Regions from separate parts of the Mus musculus genome. Here region 2 is linked to region 1. The links are chromatin contacts, called in public Hi-C maps. All regions are on one chromosome and are shown on one strand. The core of a region is the stretch at or near the end of the contact, and the rest is flanking DNA. Distances in the headings are between cores, read along the strand shown.

Evidence for each region. A called contact is a pair of places that touch in the nucleus more often than the background predicts.
Region 2: a contact with region 1 is called in a Hi-C map of uterus. The contact joins the promoter of 4930449E01Rik here to the enhancer-like site in region 1. A contact is called at or near these places in 5 of 39 promoter capture datasets (the 3T3-L1 cell line, 3T3-L1-derived adipocytes, embryonic stem cells and 1 more), 7 of 484 Hi-C or Micro-C datasets (the 3T3-L1 cell line, the N1E-115 cell line, cerebellar granule neurons and 3 more) and 1 of 115 datasets of contacts at active chromatin or transcription factors (craniofacial prominence).

The regions. Positions count from the first base shown.
Region 1 is chr14:105,327,254-105,330,174 of GRCm38.p6, reverse strand. No RefSeq gene overlaps it. Among named protein-coding and RNA genes, the nearest start is that of Gm24207, 52 kb to the right of the region's middle. Within about 2 kb of position 1,539, at least 217 of the 459 cell types and tissues checked have an H3K27ac peak or open chromatin away from gene starts, as enhancers often do. A contact at or near this core is called in 3T3-L1-derived adipocytes, the N1E-115 cell line, cerebellar granule neurons and 3 more, where this site is marked.
Region 2 is chr14:105,497,080-105,500,121 of GRCm38.p6, reverse strand. It overlaps 4930449E01Rik (RIKEN cDNA 4930449E01 gene), which reads right to left and starts at 1,334. Exons shown (of 3, transcript NR_045921.1): 1 at 1,041-1,334.

The DNA of each region.
Region 1 (2,921 bases), core at 290-2,789:
TTACAAAACTGTAGACCATTTCCATGCTTGGTACTTAAAAAGTGCAGGATTTCACTTTCGAGCTTATAACACACCCATTGTACTACTGGTTGTAAAACTTCTACTTGTAGGCAATCAAATCCAACAACACATAAGAACTACCAATGGCCCAAAAGAACCATAAACGTATTCACAAACCTAAGAGAGTTAAGATCTGAGAGAGAACAGTTAACCAAGCCGAGGTGCAGAGGTTCAGAAGGTAGGCAGAAACCATGCAGAGAAGCCAAGCAAAGCTTTTACCAAGCGCTGACCAAACCACCACCACCACACTTGGCATTATACAGGGGCAGTAGGGATCCAAAATCGTATCCTGGTGCTGTGAAGCAAGCAATTGACCCATCAATTCGTCTCCCCAAGCCCTTCTATGGAATTGGCCACAACTGTGCTTCTTCAATTGGTTTGGTCTGGTTTGGCTTGGTTTGGTTTATTAAAACAGGGTCTTTGTAGCCCAGGCTGGACTCAAACTCACTATGTAGCTGTATAAGTTCGAGGATAAACTTGAGTTCCTGATCATCCAGGCCCTACCTCCCAACTGCTGAGACCACAGGCATAGCATATAGCACCGCACCCAGTCCATAGGTGCACTTCCTTACACCTTCATAACTGTTTTCATGAAGCCCAGCTTTTCCCACACTCGTGAAGTCTTGAACTATTGCACAGTGCTTGAAGTTTGAGTTGTGCACAAGCAAGAAGTTTAGAGAAGGGATTGGTCATAGAGTGAAGAGAATCAGAGTACAGTCTGCAAGTCATTATGCCAAGCAAACTGAAGGAGTTTAGTCACAACCTCAATTCCACTAATACTCCTTTATTGGTTCTCATCAGAGACAAGGGGAGAACACAGGCAAAATTAAGATAAAAGCTTCTATAACCTCAATCAGTCACCTCTCTTAGGATTTTTCTCCTCCTCCACTTCCCCCCATTTCCTCTGAGGACATGCATTCCCAACCCTTAAGCTGTCCTGAGAGTTATGCACACTCTACCGCCTTACCCCTCTGGCAGTTTCTCTGAGGTAATAGCATCTGGAGCCAAGGCCAACATAAGAGAGGCCACAGGGGCCATTCCCCGGCAGCACTAAAACCCCCAGAATAGCAAGGTGTGTGTGTGGGGTGGGGGGGTGTTCATTTACTCCCTGTAAGTGGGCCTGTGGTGGGCTTTGGGAACCACATCTGTATGATGTCAAATGTGAAAGATGAAAAACAAGGAGACGAGTTTTGCTCAGCCTCCCCTTTCCCACAATTCCTTTCAGAAATGAAGCAGTTAACGCGGCTCTCCTCCTCTTGGCTGGAGCGTTCATGTTTTATTGGCACTGTTTTATCCCTTGAGACAATGGCAGATTGTTTCTGGTGTGCGCAGAAGGATCTTGTTCTGGCAGGCAGGCTTCCAGTCAACAAGCCCCACATCCTCTGCAAGAAGCCAGCATGTGCTTTGTTCCAACCTGACTGTCAAGTAGCTTTTCCCAGTCAGACTCCCAGCCCAGCCTGCCGGTGTCAGCGAGAGCTCTGACAAAACTGAAACCAAAAACACTCAACAGAGTTTCCAACCCATGCAAACCCAAGCCAGCCCGGTCAGGGAAGGAGGTGGCTACTGAAATCCTTCGGCTGAGAGGCTCTTCACAAGCATGCTCTGCTCACATTACCTGCTTAGAAAAAGCCCTCTTCCCCTCAGACCTTTGCCCTGCTTAGCAGCCTTCAAACATCGAGGATTGGGTAATCCTAACTGCAGCACTCGCTCCATCTTGAAGAGCTGCTCTGCCAGCAAGTAGGGAACAAATTTAAAACAATAAAGAACTCCCTACTTTACTTGAAAAGTCCATCACCACAATCAAAACCACCCTACCCATCCACTCACCCACTCAGGCTGTCTCCTCCTGAGCATCCGCTGCACCGTACCTAGGAAGGAGTCACCCAAGATAGCCACCATGAGTTGCTCTCTAGCGATTAAGAAATTAGAACTAAGAAGTACTAAATACCAAGACTTCCATTCAGCTATAGATCAGAAAGCACAAAATATTTGACTTTATTAGATCTTAACTTTTTTTTTCTAACCTGAGCACAGCACGCACGCTATCATAGAAGCGAGGCAGAGGCAGGACGTCTGCAAATTTCAACCCGTGCTGGGTTACAAAACAAGACCTTATCTGAGAAGAAAAAAATATATATATTGTATAGAGACAGAATTTAAAGATAAGGAAACAAACCAATCAAGGTTAAGGGTCTATCAGTGGTTATGTACTAGGGAAATGATAAAGCTGGTTATTAAAACCCATTTTCCAGTGGAGGAAAGACAAGTCTTTCGGTAGCAAAAGGCTCTCTCCGGTACCTTCAGAAGTTTGCATGACACTTCCTAAAGGTGGCTGTGCATCTTTCTTCCCTCTTTGTGTGTAGATGTATGTATTTATGTGTACTCATTGGAGGGTGTATGCGCACATATGTGGGGGAAGCCAGAGGACAACAGCTATCTCCTACATGGCTCTCTACCTTCTTTCAGAGATGGAGTCTTTCACTGGACATGGAATTTATCCATGGGGTGGACTGGTTGCCTAGCAAGCCCAAGCTTGGAAGCCTATCTCTCCCAAACCTCTTGCTTCTTGTAGTTCAAGACCACAACCAGGGTCACCTCGGGTGGATGGTGCCTTGCGTCTCCTCCTTTGCTCAGCTAGATGATACCCTGATGCGGAAGGAAGCTTTTGAGTAGTTAGTTGCTACAGTGAGTTGGGTTAAGGCCTTGGGGAGATGTTAAGATGGAATAAATGCATCTTGTATGTGAGACATTAATGTGGAGGAGCATGGATGGAATACTAAGGTTTATATGTGTCATTCCAGCCTCTAACGCTGACCATAGTAAAAGGTGGGACCTCGAGAAGGTGATTGGGCCATGGAGGT
Region 2 (3,042 bases), core at 85-2,584, 170 kb before region 1:
CGGTTGTATAGATTTAGGAATCACATTTTTCTTTCCCTCCTAGCCCACTATGATGAAGACACCTTGGAGTCTAGGGAAGAAAAGCCAGTGGGTCAGGAAAGCGTCTATCTGTCTTTCCGCCCTCATAGATAAAGCAGGAATTTTCTGGTGGTCTCTCTCTCAGCTTCTGATGTTCAGAAAGATAACTGTGTACACCCCCGTCGGAGAAGACGCTGACTTTTGTGTGGTTCCTTCTTGTGCCTGTCTTTCCCCTTCAGGGTTTAACTGAGTTTCCGACGGCCTGTCTCCGGCTGTGATAAATCAGGGGTTTCTTTTTCCCACTCTGGACTCCATTATGACATCACAGTAGCTATACAAACCCCAGAGTGAAGCAAACAAAAGAATTTTTTTAGTTCTCCTTCATTCAATAAGGCTCCATTTTCTGTCACACGACAACCTTTTGACCTGCATCCTAATGGCTCTGGTCACTCAAGGGCAGAAGTCCGGCCATAGGTTAAGTCTGTGCGCGTTTATGTTGAGGAGGGGTCTGTTTGTGCTCACTTCCTGTTGTCTGCTGGCACAATGCCATTGCTGTTCCGGAGCCATGAGATTCTGCTTCCTGAGTGAGCTCTTTCCCCTGAGATGTTAAAAGGAGGTTGCCTGTCTTGTCTCTGTCCCTTCAGTTAGCCAGGCCTTTTTGTCTTGGCTGCAGCTGAGCTGACAGTAGAGCCATCTTACCTTGAGAGGCTTGGGGGCGGGGCGGTGGGGGGCAAGTAATGCTGACTATTTCGTCGCGTTGCAACGGTTTCCCCGCTTTGCATTTCTTAACACCTGCTAGCCTGAACATTGCTTTAAAATGTACAGCTTCTGTTTGGTTCCTTTTTAAATGTTCAAAGCAAAAGCAGAACATAAACAATAGGCATATCAGGTAAACGCAGACTATTTGGGCAATAGTCGGATTTAAATACAGATCTGCAACTCCTCTCTCTCTCTCTCTCTCTCTCTCTCTCTCTCTCTCTCTCTCTCTCTCCCTCTCATTCTGTCTTCTCTGCCCACCTTACCTGCTCCTGCCTTCCTCCACACTCTCCCATTCTGCTTCAAGGAGAGGAGCAGACTGACCACTGCTAGAATGAATGCTACCAAGCTGACCAGTCGCAGAAAGTGTTGAGGCATGTGAACAACGATCCATCCATGCAACACACTCATTCAGCCAGCCAACCCAGCTGGCCTTCATCCCTTCCTCTTTCAGATGGGCCCAGGTTCTACAGGGTAAAGTCACTCAGCATTCCCAAAGCAGAAAGCAGTAGGTAGAGCAGATGAGTGAAGACCAGCCTGGAAAGGATATAGCATTCGTCATCCCGCACAGGAGAGACGTGGGGGATCTGTTCACACTCCATCTCCTGTCTTACCGGGGAGGGGGGGGGGAAGGGTCTCTGTACTACCTATGGTATGTGAGCAGGCACTGCACACTTAGGGGAGCGCTGCTCTCTGGAGTCCCATTGTCTTCAACTAATTCTTTAAAGGATAACGCAGAAAGGATATTTAACTTGGTACATTTCCAAAACCAGTGATTTACTCTCTCCACTAGTTTCCCAGTCTATGCCCTCAAGATGGGCATAGAATTTATCACTTGGCCTCTTCTTGGCTATGTAGACAGACAATATGGGATCCTCCCTTCCTTCTTTTCCTTTTTTCTTAAACCACAGTTCCAAATTATGCATATTCCTCTGTTGTGCAATCTCATGTTCCACTCCCCCCCCCTCCATATGCTATGACAGATCACTACAGCAGACCATTGTGAATGTCCCCCGAGGTGGGAAGGCTGCCTTCCTGAAGCAGATTAGTGATCATCCTGGAGTGGTTCCATGTTCCTTTTTCCAGGAGCCAAACCCGGATGCTTTTTTTTTTTAAAGATACTTTTAAAAAAAGAAATGCAGGCACGAATATAACTCGAGGAATGTTATACTTCCTGGTACCAGCTGTTCATCAAATTATGAGAAGAAACAGGAGGATTTATGATCCTTGAAATTTCATTTGAGCCCATGTTGTCACAGGGGTACTTCCTACCATATGCTCCATCCTTTTTGCAAGGTCCCAAGAAACCCCCCCCCCCCCCGAGAGCATGGAGTCCCGAGGGTTAATTTAATTTTATCTGTTTTCTTCCCATGGTAGTGAGAGAGAAGCTGCCATAGAATCCTCCCATTCCTCTTATTTTTTTTTTCTTCACATATAAGTGGTTCTCTCCTTAAAAATATAAGATTCTCCTTCTCAGCATGGTCTAGGATTTCTTAAATTTTCCTTCACGTGACTGCATAAATATAAGATTATGTCATTTTCATAAAAATGAACACAAATGGGCATAACCATATTAAACAAATTTTGTCATTCAAAGAATGACAAATATGTTTTCCTTCCCTTGTGATTCCTAACATATATATGGATATGTAAAATAATGTATGCATATGACATAAAAATAGAAGAGAAATAGCCTAGGAGAATAAGAGGAATAATAGAAAGGGGGGAGGGCAAAAGAGATAGGGAGGGCATAGGGGGCAAGGTGATCAAAGTATGCTTATATACTTGTATGAAAATAGCTTTATGTAACACATGACCACGTATCATGACTATACACAAGGAAAAAAGTTTTTATATATGCATATTTATGTATGTATATATAAATGCATACATATATCTATATACACACATACATATACATACACACACATACACACATACACACACACAATGCTGTGGCTAAAGAAATGACTCAGCAGTTAAGAGCACTGGTTGCATATCTAGGGCACCGGGGTTCAATTCTCAGGATCTCTCATGTGAGGTCTGACAGCCTCTTCTGGTCTCCAAGAGCACCAGGCACGTATGTGGTGCATACATGCAGGCAGAACACCCATAGCAAACACAGAAGTGGATGCTCACAGTCAGCTATTGGATGGATCACAGGGCCCCCAATGGAGGAGCTAGAGAAAGTAACCAAGGAGCTAAAGGGATCTGCAACCCTATAGGTAGAACAACATTATGAATTAACCAGTACCCCGGAGCTCTTGA